5 separate regions of the Gossypium hirsutum genome follow, and all the other regions are linked to region 5. Evidence: chromatin contacts called from public Hi-C data. All regions are on one chromosome and are shown on one strand. The core of a region is the stretch at or near the end of the contact, and the rest is flanking DNA. Distances in the headings are between cores, read along the strand shown.

Region 1 (3,484 bases), core at 103-2,602, 720 kb after region 5:
TCCTGCTCCTTGATTCGGTCATCCACTACATAGATCAATATTCCTACAGCTTTCATATATAAGACATAACATTGTTCGGATTATTACTAGTGATTTTGTTGGGGTTTAAATAAAGAAAGCGTAATTGAATTACGCAACTCAAGAAAACAGTCAATGTTTTACTAAAATTAATTTTTAATAGTTGATTAAGTTTTAATTCGATAAGAATGGACACTGTAAATTTGAGTGTATTGAAACGTATCCTATTTATAAGTAATTCTAGACATTGTGTTTAAAAATTAATTTGATCATAAATTTTACTGTTTTTGATTATATCAAATAGTTGTAGGATTTGACTCTATTTTATTGGGAAAATAGTGTAAAAGGTTTTGGATGAATATTTGTAGTATATGATTAGGCAAATGGGATTGGCTTAAGAACATCATCAATTGCTGTAGATACGGAGCGCGGCAAGAATCATGCAAAAAGGAACAACAGTTCCCCACGGTTCCTTTAAAATGTTTGGTGGACCAAATCATAGATTTCAAAGTTGGAAATGCATGCCCCACGCCACGCCACGCCACGCCTGCCTCCTCATCTTTTCTATTTATTAAGAGAGTTTGCGGAAAATAAAAAGCAAAATAGTAATACACCACTTTCACAAATTCCTTCAGACACCGACAAATCCATCCAATATGCGGAGATTCGTAATTTAAGTCCCCACGCGTTTCCTTGCAACTTGTCTATTTCTTTTGCTTATTTCTTTAATTATTTTTGGAACTCCAATTTAGGTATAACATAATATCAAAATTAAATCTTCAAAATTGAGATATTTACAATTTAATTATTATTTTGGTTATTGTGTAAATATATTTTATTTTTTGAATAATAATACTAATTAAATAAAAATAGGGTAAATTAAATTATTAGTCACTTAATTATAGGTAAATTTTTGTTTTGGTAATTTAACTTAAAAAAATTACTAGTCACTGGACTATTAAAATCAATGTTATATAATTTTTTCTGTTCACATTACATACACCAATCAAAAGTTGTCTTTCCTTTTCTCTGCTATAAATTTTTTTCATGAAATAATTTTAGATGTTACAAATTTATGAATCAAAATTAAAATAATTTTTTTCTTCAAATCTTCGACACTGACCATTAAATTATTTTGAATCTAAAATATGTTATTCTACTTATTAATGAGTAGTAATTCACGACACCAATCATAGAATGGTTGCTTTAAGCTTTACGATGAAAGTACATTTTTTAAAAGAGAATTTAATAATTCAATGATTTAATTAAAAAATTATAATATTTAAATAACCAAAATAAGTATAATTTAATAACTTAGGATGAAGTTTGACCTAAAGCCAATATTCGATTTTCCGAATCTCTCTGGTATTATTATTTTGTGTCGGCCTTGGATTCTCCGTTTTATAAGAAGCAAAGGAAGGGCAGCCCACTCACACTACACCCAAACAATCCCTTATGCCTCATACCTCATACCTCGCTCGCCTCCCCGCCCTTCTTCTTCAAAGCAAAGAAAATTCCCACTCTTTTCTTTGCTTTTTCTCTCACTATTCATACCCTTTTGACTTTTTTGGTTGATTTAGTTTTTAACTTGCCAAAATTTTTAATATATTCTTCTTTATTGTTTGCTACCGATTAACCCCGCCCAAATAATGGCTGTTGCTTGGTCTGAAAAAGCTTCTTCCATGGAGGCTTTGTCTTTGTCTCCTCCTATGTCTCCGCCGGTTATCCTAACCCAAGACGAATTAAAAAAAATCGCCGCTTACAAAGCCGTTGAGTTCGTGGAATCAGGCATGGTTCTGGGTCTGGGCACAGGTTCCACGGCCAAACACGCCGTCGACCGGATCGGCGAGTTGCTTCGTCAAGGCAAGCTCACCAACATCATAGGAATCCCCACCTCCAAAAAAACACAAGAACAAGCTATTTCTTTAGGTATCCCACTTTCGGATCTCGACAGCCACCCCACCATTGATATGGCAATCGACGGTGCTGATGAAGTGGACCCGCATCTTAATCTGGTGAAAGGCAGAGGTGGGTCTCTGTTAAGAGAGAAAATGGTGGAAGGAGCTTGCAAGAAATTTGTATGTATCGTTGATGAATCCAAGTTGGTCAAGTATTTGGGAGGCAGCGGTTTGGCTATGCCCGTCGAAGTTGTTCCTTTTTGTTGGAAATTCACTGCCAAAAAACTCCAAAACTTGTTTCGAGATTCTGGTTGCGTTGCCAAGCTGAGGAATGATTGTAAAGGGGAGCCTTTCGTAACGGATAATGGGAATTACATTGTGGATTTGTATTTGAAGAAAGATATTGGGGATTTGCAGGTGGCAAGCGATGCTATTTTGAGGATTGCTGGTGTGGTTGAGCATGGCATGTTTCTTGCTATGGCCACTACTGTTATAGTTGCAGGGGAGCTTGGAATCACCATCAAGAATAAGTAGTACAAACTCAAACTAACTTTATTTTAATAATTAGGGAATTGCTATTGCAGCTGGGAATGGATTCTTCCTTTTTTGGCATTTATTGATTGATGACAAGAGTTGTCTTGTCTTCTCAAGTTTTGTTATTTTCGTTTTGGACACAAATTTAAGGGAAGAGAAGATTTAGGGATGTTAGGATTGTGAAAGCAATAGCTGAACTATGAGAATGATGAATGTCAACTGTTCTATGATCATTTTAATCACAAAATCGGTTTATTATTGCATTTGATTTGGAATTTTTGACCCATAGTCAAATTGACATTGAAGCAAAGAGGTCTTTCATCATCTTCTTCAATATGGCATTCAATTACTCTTCTTTTTTAAAAAAAAAAATTCTGTGATGAATCATCAAATTGCAAATCCCATGGAAGTTCAGTATTGGGTTTTTGAATTCAGAGGCTCGATCAAGCTAATTGAATTCATTTGATAGCTTGACTTTATTTCGAGCTAAACTAAATAAACTGTGAACATAGTTGTGTTGGGCAAACTTTTTAAAGTTTTCACAAACTTCATTGGCAAATACTACTGTCCCAAAACATACAAACTAAACAAAAAAATCAAGTCAGACAAACGTCTTACATTTTCAATGGAACGGGGACAAGCAGCACTGACTCTGGATAACAGTTTCCTACTAACATATTAACCAACAAGATTTTCATGGTAGCCGATCAAGCTACATAGCTGGCAGCAATTTAAAGTAAACCACTACATAAAGAGACAATGAAAACAGCGCAAACAAATGCTGCCAGAAGAGAAGTGCCGAAGCTTCTCTAACTGCATAACTCCTCAAACTGGCGATGGCTCCCAATAAAATGGCACTTGGTGTAGTGTATTGCAACAAGAGCACGAATCTGTACATTGCATCATCAGCTACAAGAAGATCCAACTTGCTAGCAAGTGTCACAATCCCTATTCCTAGCAAAGGAAGCACCAACAGCCTTGCCACAATTATGCCGATGGTGGTTCTGAGTCCAAGCTTAGAATCATTTGGACCC
Region 2 (3,164 bases), core at 56-2,555, 790 kb before region 5:
CCAAATCTCCCATAATTTAGTACTTTCAGAAACAACAACTAAGCAATGCCAATGAGGGCTGTTCTTACCTCCTATACAACTCAATCATGCCGTACTAGGGATTTAAATTACGGTTTTCCCATAATTACGGGTTTATCATACGACAGTCAAAATTGAAATCGTAAAATAATGACGTGGATAATTAAACCCTAGAAATGAGTATAAAGGTATAAATGTTTTGCTTCTTGACTCCGCAACTAAGGTTTGGAAAAGGACCTGAAGAAGAAAATATATGAATCTGATTGACCGCACACTTTCCCGTCTGAAAGAGATTTTGCATGTTGCTATGATTTTTTTTTTCAGAGGCTGCTGCTGCTCATCCTTTAGTTGTAATTCTCAAGCAGATATAACTATTGTTTGCAACAAATCTTGATCAGTTATAATTACAAGCACTAATAGCAAGCACATGCCTGCATGAAATTAAAAAAGAAGTAAAAAAAGGTATAATAGGGGGGAATCCAACTGTTTTTTCAAGTAAAAACGAGGCATGGAACACCATGTTTTTCTTGTAATAGATTTCCCAATTCTAATCTAGCATGCTTTGATGTTTTTGGTAGACCTCAAACAAAACATTATTATGTGATTACAACAATTAAGATTAAGTTGTCTTAAATGTTTGTATAACCACCGTTTTGCTTCCTTAAAAAGGTCTAAAAACATGGTTGTGGGGGGAGGAAACCTACCAAACATTGTGTATTTTGTAGGGGGTGCTTTATCCTTTGTGAGGGGGTTCAAATTGTGTGGATAATCATGTGGGAAATCCAGAATTTGGATTCCTTTGCATTAACGGAAAACATAATTATTGCAATGGAAATATCATGTTCTATCTCTTGTTTACAAGGTAAAAATTACATGTTGCTTTTTGTATAAAATTTGGGATTTGCGAAACCCTCAAGTTTGATTTTGATTATATTTTACTGCTTGATCACACACTTCCTCAAAACAAAAGCATGGTTTCTTGGACAAAATAAGGTATATAAAATGTAAATATGGAAATTCCTATAATTACAAATAAAATGATTAAGATTTATTTTGATAAAGTAAAAGATTAAAAATTATTTAATAAAAATAATTTTAATATATAATTATTTTATGCTCTTAACTCTTGTGAAATTCAGCTTTTGTCAAATACTAATTTGACATGAGTTCAAACCATTTATATTATAAAAACCTAGTTATAAAATCCAAAGGATAGTGTTATTAGGAAGAGGAAAATGCATAAAACAAAATATTTGCAATGGGGGCTGCAAGCAAGTTGAGATAGATGGAGACGTTACAATAGAATATTAAGTCCGTGGGGCTTACCTATATCTACTTTCAGAGTGACACAAGATTGGGGGTTATGATTTCGCCCCCATTTGTGAAAACAGATAAGAACGAAGTTGTGGCATCCATTAATATATCTTCATGATCCTTTCTTACCAAACAATTAAGGATGTTTTAATCCTAAAAAGAATAAAAAATAAATAAGAAAAACGTAAAGGAGTTATCTTATCTACCACATGTTTTCTTGTCCCTATGGCCCATATTTTACAAGGATCAATTGGGTCGTTTTTCTACTTGTATTCAAATTTGGGGGTTATATCTCATCTAAACCCCACTGTGCTCAACTTTGTGTTGGGTCTATATATTCAGGCCCTTTGGGTTAATAGCCGCTTCACCATATCCGTTCCCCAAGATGGTTCCATATGTTTTTAGTCCATATAAATGATTATGAATTTTGTGAATCAAACCTAAAGGAAAATGTTTATGAATGACCTCAACTACTTACTCGACTCACTAATTAACTAAGTTATTATTATAACTTAAAAGATAAAAAAATAAGAACAATATAAATTATTGGTAAAAGAAATAAATACGCAAACAAAAATATTAAATTGTTATTCAATTCTAATTCAATATGATAGTGTAACACCCTTCACCTGGTCCGATCATCGAACATAAGCTACGGGATGTGACCACCGATCACCTGAATGATCTTTTTTTTTAATAGGTTCGCAGAAATAAGGCTCGCATTAATTACAATACACACAGAACATAATACACATAACCTGCAACATGCTTAATACATACACGGCGGACTCTCTTGCGGATAGTTCAATTGCGGACAGAATGTCCTACAGATTCCTATACTGCGGAATGATAAACTAAAACGCATGTAATCCTATGCTTTGTTCAAATAACATCTCTGTGGATACAAAACTATTACATGCATATGTATCTAGAAATAGACTAGTGCCCCTTTCATTTTCAACATCAAAAGACAAACATAAATAACTTCGAACTTGATAAGTTCACATACTCATAGCCACCTATATACATGCCACAACCTAAACTAAATTAACCAAGTCTACCAAATCTTCGAGTGGATAGCGTGAGCTTCTTGTAGAGCCAATCGATGCGACTTGAATGTACAAAATCTACAGTAAATGTAAGTATTATGAATACTTTCTAAGCTCATACAAGGCCAACCATCAACTTACCTCGCACACAATTTAAAAGTTAATCTAATATGCATTCATGGTTTGCCAAACAAACCAAAACCATTTTCACATAATGATCGAACACTTTATCAACATATAATATATCAAGTACACAACATGATATATTAATACTTTCATACCTGATTCATTCCCATTCATTTTCAACATAGTAAGTGCGAACACTTCATCAATAATACAGAATATCAAGTATGCAACATGATATATTAACATTTTTATACCTGATTAATTTCCATTCATTTTCAATATAATAAGTGTGAACACTTTATCAATCATAAAAAATATCAAGTATGCAACATGATATATTAACATTTTCATACCTGATTCATTCCCATTCATTTTCAACATAATATGTGCGGTCACTTTATTAATCATACAGAATATCAAGTACGCAACATGATATGTTAACACTTTCATACCTCGCATGTTTTATGATACCCAATGTAACATCGTAAAAGAACTTAAAACATAGGTACGCTTCACATCCAAGGCTCATCCGAGCTAATCATGTACATAGGTGTCAAGTTACCTGTCCGGGCTAAACCTTTGTGGACACAATAATAGCCTAGCCAAAGCTATATATTCTGTTAGAGTTGTGAACCAAATTCTTATTAAAATAAAATA
Region 3 (3,332 bases), core at 536-3,035, 840 kb before region 5:
TATTAATATTAATTCGGGGTATAATTATAAACTTTACTTTCATGGAAAACAAGTACATGATAGTACCCTTGGTAGGTACTGATGCTGAAATTTATATGATATTAACTTTAGCCATTTGAGGAAGTGAAGAGCAAATTACAAGAGTGGTTATGAAATAGGATCCTGGTTGAAAATTGTTAGCTTCTACCATAAATGGTTGCCTGGTTTACATGTAGGTGTCGTTAGCCAATTGGTAGACAAAGAAATTATGGAGCTTTCTTGATGGACAACCTTCCTCTTGTGAAATCTTTTAGTGGAAAAGTTGGCTTTGAATCTCAACGTGTTGGTTTCTTGCAAAATCAGAGTGTTCCCATATTCACATGATACAATCAAATATGCTAGTGGATGTATTGTTGGTTGCTCTCTTTTAGCTATCCATGGTGGAACAAAGGATGGGAAGAAGTTCCAAGCTGATTGGAATGCCATTAAAGCTGTTAAAAATGCACTTAAAATGCCAGTTTTTGCCTGTCTCTTTGTACTAATCCCGCTGTTAGTTATATGTTTCCATGAGTTATATGTGTTGTGTAAGTGGTTGTAGTGTTTAGTACAAAGTTTGCAATTTTTCAGTCTTGTTCTATTTTATTTTGTCACTCAACATGAGCTACTCAGATGATATAGCAGAGTGTATCTCAATTTTTTTACTTCTGCATGTAATAAAATGCCTCACATTTTGGAAATGTTTTACCTTCTACTTATTAATAATTTTATGATTGTTTGGAAAATGAAATTTGTGTTTGTGTTTGGTCATTGCTCAATAATTTGGAGCATGTTTTAACTAAAATATATACATATGGTTGTTTATGTAAATTAATTTGTATTTAACCATAAATAATTATTATTTAATTCAAAAATAAATAAAATTATGTTAGAAAGAATTTTTTTGAACGAGTATTCTTTGATGTTCAAAGCTTAGATTTTGTAAAAATTTTGTTAAAGCCAAATCATCCGAACATAAAAAAAAAATTTATAAGTTCATTTTTGAGAAATTATATTTTTAAGTAATTTTTCATGTAATAGCACACCCTGATTATTAATATATCGAGGATTAACCACTAATATAATAATAAAAGAATATATTGATATTAAATCTGTAGTTCACATCCCAATCCAAAACACTAAACAACTCCGATTCTTCTCCTATATATATTAATATGTTCAATTTTATATAAAATATAGAAAACACAACCTAATACAACTTATAAAATTATAATATTTTTGTAAAAAAAAATCTAATAATTAAATCTTAACGACTCAACACTTGCTTCCCTCCTATCACAATTTTGAGTTCCAAAAGTAAAATGAGACACAAAAGCGGTTGAATTATTTAAAGTTATTGAGTTATTAAATTTTTTTAAAAAAATTTGATTAGTGAATTTTAAGTGACACTTCAATGATCAATAAAATAGATTAATATTTATTAATAAGTATAATAACATATCTTATATCTAAGTTAATTTGATAATTAATGTCAAAAATTAAAGAACAATATTTTTTGAATGTTAGTTTGAAATTTATAACATTCAACATTATTTTTTAAAAAAAATTAAACTGTAAAAAGAAAGAGTAAGAAAATCTTTCAATTTGTGCAAGTAATACAAACGAAAAAAGTTATACAATAATTATTTTAATCATTCAATAGCTTAAATAAAAACTTTTAAATTATTTTAAAATTTTTAAAATTAAATAATTAAAATATAATTTACAAATAATTTAATAATATTCAGCGCAATTAGATAGAATAAAAATTGGTGTGGGAATGGGTGGACCTCACAACAGACCGCCCAAGAATAAGAAAATGGTTCCCTTAGATATTATTGCATCTCCACCAAGTAAGATCCTTCCACGTGTCCTTCTAGAATCCTCTATTTGCTCCCAGAAAAGTAAAGAAAGATGAAATTGGAAAACCGCCCGCTCTGGCATTGTGATATCCTTAGATCCGATATAAACCGTTGGATCTCATCTAACATCCCATATGAATTCATCTATAAAATAAATAAAATTGCACTTGTTTTACACCGTAGATTACGATCGTTTATTTTCTCTCAAAAAAGTGAAGCAAAGAATACTTGCATCAAACAGATGGCAACCATGGAGAAGGTATTTTGATCTCTTCTTTCTTCTTCTCCTCCTTTCTCCCTTATTTTCAAAATTTAAGCTTAGAGCTTTTTTGTTTGTGATTTGATTTAAAATTTTAGGGGTTAGAGTTTGAGAACAAGAATTTAGGCCTCAAGCACCTAAACTTCGTCAGGGTGGCTACAATCCACGCCTTGGTTTGCGTCTCGAACCTTTACGATTACTCTAAACAGAACTCGGGGCCGTTGAGATCCACCGTTGACGCCGTCGAGCATGCCGTTACCACTGCCGTCGGTCCCGCCTACGGGAAATTTAAGGATGTTCCTGATCATTTTCTTGGATTTCTTGATAACAAGGTATTCGCCCATTAAGAAAAAATCACTGTTTGGAACTTTTGATCAGAAGTTTCTGTTGATTAGTTCTTTCTCGTCTTTAAGTTTAGCAAGTAATTTTAGTATTTTGAAATTCATCGGAAGAGTAAGGATTAAATCTAATATTTTAAAAATGGGGAAAGTTAAGTTTAGCGTGAACCAATTTATTCCTAACTTTATTATCGTATTTGATTAAAATAACCGTAGGTAGATGAGGTTTCACACAAATTTGACGAGCATGCTCCAGCACCAGCCAAGCAAGTGGTTAACCTGGCCCACGATTTGGTCCAAAAGGCAACCCAAAAGGCTCAGAAACTAGTAGAGGAGGCTCGAACCAATGGAGCACGAGGGGCTTTGCACTACGCTGCAGCTGAGTACAAGAACTTGGTGTTGGTAAGCTCGACCAAGTTGTGGGTTAAACTGAACAGCAACTTGACTTTCAACTCAGTGACAGAAAAGGTTGTTCCCAAAGCAGCTAATTTGTGTGAGAAATACAACAGTTGGTTAAAGGAGAAGAGCGGAAAAGGTTATCCTGTGGTTGGGTATTTACCATCGATTCCCGTTGATGCCTTTGGGAAGGCTGTTAAGGAAGCTGAAGGAAAAGAGAAAGCAAATGCGGATGATCATAAATCTGAATCAGATTCAGATTAGGTGTTTGGTTTCTGAGTGTGTTAGTAGAGAGGCAATGTGATGCTTTGCCATTGTAAATTGGCTACATGTTGAATCTAATATGACTTGGTTCGTTTAGATGTCTGATATGTTTGCTCTCTGAATTTGTGGCTGATTTCATGATATGCCCTTTTCAACTTTCAATCTTCCAGCTTGTATTAGATTATGAGTACATACGAT
Region 4 (3,256 bases), core at 375-2,874, 990 kb before region 5:
TGAAATATTGTGTAATTTTATCCTTTTACACTTTTGTTTTTCTTTGTGACCTTTTCCAACATTATTCTTGTATTTGATTCAATGAAAAAGTGAACAACGACAAGAAATAGAATGATCCAAATTTGAAAAAAAAAATAGTCATGTACCTAAAATAATAATAATTATATTAAGAAAGCTATTAAATTATATATTATTTTATTAAATTGTATTAATAATTATGTTAAAATATGATTAAATTATTTATTATGATTTTTATTAATTTATATTTTAATAATAATTATATTAAGAATATTATTAAATTATATATTATTTTATTAAATTATATTTAATAATAATTGTGTTAAAATATGATTAAATTATTTACTTTTTATTAAATTATATTTAATAATAATCTTATTAAAATTTAATAACAATAACAATAATCATTTATCTAAAAAAATTTTACTAAAGGTATTCTGGTCATTTAAATATTTTTCCTTATACTATTACAACATCTATTCCATTCCAACCAAATATAAAAATATTGTTACAGCTCTATTCAATTCCATTGAACCAAATAATTAAATTACTGATTACAGTTCTGTTCTATTACAACTTTATTCCATTACATTTCTATTCCATTATACCCTTATTCTATTCACCCCAACCAAACGTAGAGTTAATGTATTGAATTTATGTACTATATATAACTTTTATTTATGTAATGCATGATATATATACGACAATAATTTATGATCATAAATTCTTTCTTTAGGATAATAAGGATGATAATTATATATATTTTTATGAATTTCTTGAGGTTAACATTATTTTATTTATTCACTTATGCATTGCAAACCTTGTGTTTATCCTTATGTATTATTTTATAACATTGTTTGTGTATTATCTTATGCATCTTTATGTACATTCCTGCATTACTTTTGTATCTTATCATGTGTATTATTTTTATATATTATTTTATAACATTTATGCATAATTTTGACAAAAAAAACACTTATTATTTATGTAATAAAAAAATTGTAATTGACTAAAATTTAATAAAAAAATTTAACGGTACTACTAATTATTAAAAATTTATATCACCATTCTAATTAGAATAAAATATTCAAATTAACTAATGATATTGTAAAATTTGATATACTAAATTATATTAAAATTAAAATATATAAATTAAATCTCGAATTTGAGTGAAATATAATCATAAATTGAAATTTAATTATTTTTATAATTTTAAAAAATAGAGAAATTAGAATTAGAATTTACTCGCTTGTTAAAAAAAAAGGATAAACAATGGATTAAGCCTTCATTTTATTTGAAAATGGAAAATGGAGGTTCATGAGCAAGCTCGCGACGGTGCTCAGCGGACGTCTAGTTTTCATGTAACTGTCTCTCATTGGCAGAGCGGGTACGGTGCTTCAACGGACTCCAAGTCCCGGCAACCAGTGCTTAGTTGATGATGTATTGGCCAAGCTGAAGCTGCCACGTCAGCATTCCAAGACCAAAACGCCCTTAATGTTCATGTAAAATAACAATTTCATCCCTCATCACCACACTTTACAGTTCAAACACACCATCTGCATTTTTAATTTAGCCGTGCTTAAAATTTAAATTTCATGTACCGACCTTCTATAAATAGCGACTCCCTAACTCTCCAAGCTCATTTCTCTCCCGCCATTACTTACTTTCTCTCTCTCTCTCTCTAATTTGATTCAAACTTCCAAGCCAAACACTCTAGTTTTCTCTGAAAATTTCTCTTTATCCTCGCTTTCTGCCATTTGAGTTCTTAGCTCTCTCAATCAAAATTCTACAACAATGGTGGGCTTTAAAATCAAAGCATTTCCTATCCATAATCACGATTTCACGTTTTCTTTGTATTTCTCTACTCCAATCTCGTTATAACTTGTACCGCTTTATCTTGTCAGGTTGTTGCGCAGAAGGTTAAAGAAGCGGAGATCACCGAGCAAGATTCTCTCCTTCTGGTAAAACACTTCCACTATCCAGTTCTAGCTCGTTTCTTTGATTCCCCTGGCATTGATTTGATGTCTCAACACAGCGTTAAGTTTGCTTGTTTGCTGTTCTATACTTAGTCGCTACATAAATTTTTGCTCTGTTTTTTTCCTGTTTGATCGTAATATAGTTCCTTCTTTTATCTTCAAAAATTTGAGTGCATCGATAAACTCAATCTGATAAATGCAACGTAGGCAGAAGCCAAAATCTCTGTTCTCGTTTTTTGCTGAAATTTAACTTCTCTAGGAAACTTGGATATTAAAGGCTTTTTATGTACCAATAGTCTGCAGATCTGAACATTTTAATTTTGCTTTGTCGCTTCGATGAAAATTTTTCTCATAGCTGGTAATGCCTGCCGTTAAATTTTTTTTCAGTACTGATTCCTTATAGTTCATCGCAACTTCGCGAGAAAATTGCTCTGTTTTTCTGTTTCTCTCGTGAATTTTGCTGCACAATGGACCCGAGTTCTTATTTTTATTATCATAGTTAGACCTAGAAGCTTTTGGAATTGAAGCTTTGATTATAAATATATTTAACTTGATCTCATCTTTGTGTATTGATTTTTCTCCTGACAGACGAGGAACTTGCTTCGTATTGCTATTTTCAATATTAGCTATATCAGAGGCCTTTTTCCAGAAAATTATTTCAACGATAAATCCGTCCCTGCTTTAGGTAAGCTTCATCTTCTAAGACTTTCACAAATTTCATTTTAAAATTTCCAAAACCTCTTTGGCTAATTTCTTCAAAATCGTAACAAATATCATTAGAGATGAAGATCAAGAAGCTGATGCCGTTGGATGCAGAGTCTCGTAGACTGATTGATTGGATGGAGAAAGGCAAGTTGTTTTCCATTGATTCTTCACTTCTTTTTCCTGTTTTCATCGTTGTCGCATCCTTGAATTTAATTATTCGATCATTTATCTCTTCTTCCCAGGTGTCTATGATGCATTGCAGAAAAAGTACCTGAAAACACTATTGTTCTGCATATGCGAATCAATAGATGGAGCAATGATTGAGGAATATTCCTGTAAAATTTCCGAGTCACCGTTTTTCTAACCGTATTCAAAGTTTAGTGGTTCGATTCTTGATTTAACAAATTGAGTATCCCTTCTCAATGCAGTCTCTTTTAGCTATTCCAATTCTGATACCCAAGAGGTTTCGATGAATATTAATCGCACTGGAAGCAAAAGGCATGGCAGAGCATTCATCTGCAACTCCACCACTGAAGTTACTCCCAATCAAATGAGGT
Region 5 (3,159 bases), core at 497-2,996:
GAAACAATATTTAGTCCACCCCTTCCCCAAGTTTAAACTAAAAAAGGTTTGTTGATGCCACTTCAAATCCACTTAGCAAAACAATCGCAACCAGAGTAGTAGAGAGGTTCGACTAAACAAAGCAATCACTTCTCAAGCCGAGCATTTTTTTATGCAGATATCAATATCCAACAGAAAAGAGAGCTTAAGCAAAGACAAAAAGTATGTTATATTGGACCTTGCAGATTCGAACTAGAATAATAGTAGAGCTTTTTTTCTCATCCATTCATTATTGCTAACGCAAACAAACTGACACCATAATTCCAAACTGTCTCTCTATACGAGTCTTGTACGAATGTAAGCTGATCTTCAACCCCAAGTAAAAGCATAGTAGTGTTCCATAAACCTTCAACATCAGCAGTAAATTCCACCACCAAAACTCTAGAAGAATTTACCTTATCTATCAACCCATCCAACAAAAACTACCCGGTCTAGCCTCTTTAACAAAGCAGCTCCCTCCCTCTCTCTCTGCACGCCCCACTATCTTCAATAATTCTAAGAAGCAGTAATAACGTCCAAGTAGAGGAACCCAAAAATTAAATAAATAAAAGGATTCACTTTTTAATCAAGTAACCTAGTCTAAAAACACTAACACTTTCAATAATTCCCATTCGATTATCTGGGAAATCTTGCAAAGTAGGTCCCTGAATCAGACCCACAACTACTGTACAAAACAAAATTCAATGAAACCCTAATCTACCATAAATTCTTGTACCGAAAAATATCTACCATAAATTCAACAATTTACTGATGTATAAAAAGCCATCCCAACAACCATTTTTACTCAAACCCCCACGAGAACCATTAAAATCAATCAACAAATACTATATATGTCAACCAAAAAAATACACAAAAAAGAAATTCTACTCATAATTTTTTTTCTCCATACAATATATATGAAGTTTTGCATTGAAACAGAAACAGAACAAACATATAAACTAAAATATTCATTTTTACTAAAAAAAAAATAGAAAGTATTTGGTCCCCTTCTTAGATATCATTCGTCATATCGTTTTTCCTTTTAATGTTTTAATAAATTCTACTCAGCTTTCAGCCAGAAATACAAGGTAAAAATTAATAAAAAGGAACCCTTTCAACAAACACAAACGCAGTCGTTTCCATTGATTTTCCCCAGAAAACAAGAAAAGAAAAGGAACCATAACGATAAAAAAAAACGCACTTTACCTTTTTTTTTTCCTTTCTAAAGTTAAAACAAGTTCACATAATAAAGGTAGAAGATAGGAAGAAAATGATGTTTCAATTGAGCCGCAAAAACAAGAGATGTTTCCCCATTTTTAGAAACTCTAGTACCTCGTTATTGCTTTCTTTATTAATCCAAAATGAAATCTCTGTTTTATCTTTCCTATTTATTAACGGCGTTTAGTAAAAACAAAGTGAAAACATATATAAAAAAAAAAGAAGAAAGAAAGAAAGAAAAGGCAAGGCAAATGCTTTCTGGTGAGATTGAGTTACTTACCGATGCGTACTTCAATGTTGGGCAGAAAGAATAGAAAAAGAAAGAGCAGAAGGATTAAAGATCTTGAAAAAGAAAGGAGATAAGGCACAGCAAGGCACAGCAAAGCACAGCCCACAGCCGAGTCTGAGTCTGAGACCGAGTCAGGGTCTCTTTCACAGACTGAAAATGGAAGGACAAACAACGAAAGAGGTGCTGAGTGGGGCAAAAAATAATTAAAGCCTAGCTTTTTTGGAAGAAATTATTTCCTTTTATTATTATTTATTTATTTGTTGTATTATTACTGCTGCAGTAACTTTTTTTTTAATGCAGAAATCAAATTAGGTAGAATTTATTTAAAATAATGACACGTGCCAGTACAAAAGCTGATTGCATTGCAACTTTTGCAGGTTATGGAGTATGGACTATAGAGTAGTAGTTTTTTGGACGGTAATGAAAGGGTTGCCTTTTTCTTGTCAGTTACAAGTAGCCAGCCCAACTAATATTAGGTCTATTTTTTATATTATCCGATGTTGTATTTTTAATCTCTTAATTGTTAATTAAAATTTTACCTATAAAAAAGCTACGTATTAATAAATAAATTTAATGTTGATCTTATAATAAAATTCCAAATTTTAAAAAATACAAAAATTAGAAAATAAGAATTTAAGCATAGTACAAAATTAACACCCATTTAAATTAAAATTTAAAAAAAATATAAAAATTAAAATACATAAAAAAATTTTGATTAATAATAAAACAATGCAGATTATTGGAAAGGTGGGGTCAGAATTCAAAATATTAAAAAGAATAAATCATCCCTACAATCCCTGAGTTAAGAATTTGTGCTGCAAAATCTACTTAACATTAATTATTTTAAGTTAATGAAACCTTTTTCTATTTTTTGTTTTAAAATATATCAACTAACTCGAAAGGTACCTTATTAGATTGAGGTATTTGATTATTCTATATTCTGTCATATTATAATTAAGGAAGTCCAATTTTTTGGATTATGATAATCATACTAGCATCAAAACATTAAAATAATTCACCTATCAAAGGGACCACAATTTGTGTTTAGATGGTGGATCTTTCTCACTTTAAACTCAGTATTAAAATATAATGTCATGGTGATTTTCTATTACAATTATGTCATTTATATATGTTATTAACTCTGGTACTTTATCATATTTTATAATTTTTAAATTACTATATGAGCAAATTTGTCAACCTAGAGCTTACACCGTACGTACAATCAAATATGGGTGTCAACCTATCCCTCAAAACCCGCTTTTGTCATTCTAATCTTTTAGGATCCTTTTAACAATTATTCGAAACAAATTTTGACATTTTTATTTTTATTTTTATTTCTAAACCCTAATATACAATTATTGACATTGACACTTTGTCCCCTCTTAACTACCAAATCAAGTTGCAGAAACAGAGATAGTAACATATTGCTATTATTAATATTATTATATATAAGGAGACTGCAAGCATTTTCATTTTTCATTTTAAACATAAGATCATAACAATGAGATGGATTACTTTGAGTAATTCAAAAGAAAGGGATTTTATTGAAGGAAATGTTGGAATTAGGAATAGGAAGGGGGTTTGGGCATATTTTCCATCATCTTATCTTTCAAAAGCCTTCGCATGATTTTGCC

The links. Hi-C and Micro-C count contacts between places; a contact is called where the count stands out from the background.
Region 1: a Hi-C map of leaf shows a contact between it and region 5, with 2.1 times the contacts expected there. The contact joins the promoter of LOC107886437 here to the promoter of LOC107886472 in region 5. A contact is called at or near these places in 2 of 34 Hi-C or Micro-C datasets (both in leaf).
Region 2: a Hi-C map of leaf shows a contact between it and region 5, with 3 times the contacts expected there. The contact joins the enhancer-like site here to the promoter of LOC107886472 in region 5. A contact is called at or near these places in 4 of 34 Hi-C or Micro-C datasets (callus, leaf and petal).
Region 3: a contact with region 5 is called in a Hi-C map of leaf, with 4 times the contacts expected there. The contact joins the promoter of LOC107886462 here to the promoter of LOC107886472 in region 5. A contact is called at or near these places in 10 of 34 Hi-C or Micro-C datasets (callus, hypocotyl, leaf and 1 more).
Region 4: a contact with region 5 is called in a Hi-C map of leaf, with 2.5 times the contacts expected there. The contact joins the promoter of LOC107886463 here to the promoter of LOC107886472 in region 5. A contact is called at or near these places in 5 of 34 Hi-C or Micro-C datasets (callus and leaf).

The regions. Positions count from the first base shown.
Region 1 is chrA03:90,531,412-90,534,895 of Gossypium_hirsutum_v2.1, reverse strand. LOC107886437 (probable ribose-5-phosphate isomerase 2) reads left to right here and starts at 1,352. Exons shown (of 1, transcript XM_016810396.2): 1 at 1,352-2,713. The coding sequence starts at 1,668. The coding sequence ends at 2,450. It overlaps LOC107886436 (protein PIN-LIKES 2), which reads right to left. Exons shown (of 2, transcript XM_016810394.2): 2 at 2,978-3,484. The coding sequence ends at 3,163.
Region 2 is chrA03:92,042,617-92,045,780 of Gossypium_hirsutum_v2.1, reverse strand. No RefSeq gene overlaps it. Among protein-coding and RNA genes, the nearest start is that of LOC107886461, 42 kb to the left of the region's middle. Within about 2 kb of position 1,305, at least 4 of the 9 cell types and tissues checked have an H3K27ac peak or open chromatin away from gene starts, as enhancers often do. A contact at or near this core is called in leaf, where this site is marked.
Region 3 is chrA03:92,094,038-92,097,369 of Gossypium_hirsutum_v2.1, reverse strand. LOC107886462 (REF/SRPP-like protein At1g67360) reads left to right here and starts at 1,785. Exons shown (of 3, transcript XM_016810426.2): 1 at 1,785-2,136; 2 at 2,235-2,468; 3 at 2,691-3,230. The coding sequence starts at 1,930. The coding sequence ends at 3,134.
Region 4 is chrA03:92,242,836-92,246,091 of Gossypium_hirsutum_v2.1, reverse strand. LOC107886463 (meiosis-specific protein ASY1) reads left to right here and starts at 1,624. Exons shown (of 23, transcript XR_005916284.1): 1 at 1,624-1,815; 2 at 1,923-1,979; 3 at 2,583-2,679; 4 at 2,775-2,843; 5 at 2,942-3,034; 6 at 3,128-3,254.
Region 5 is chrA03:91,255,173-91,258,331 of Gossypium_hirsutum_v2.1, reverse strand. LOC107886472 (squamosa promoter-binding-like protein 2) reads right to left here and starts at 1,746. Exons shown (of 5, transcript XM_016810441.2): 1 at 1,517-1,746. It overlaps LOC107888070 (4-coumarate--CoA ligase-like 1), which reads right to left. Exons shown (of 7, transcript XM_016812237.2): 7 at 2,940-3,159. The coding sequence ends at 3,088.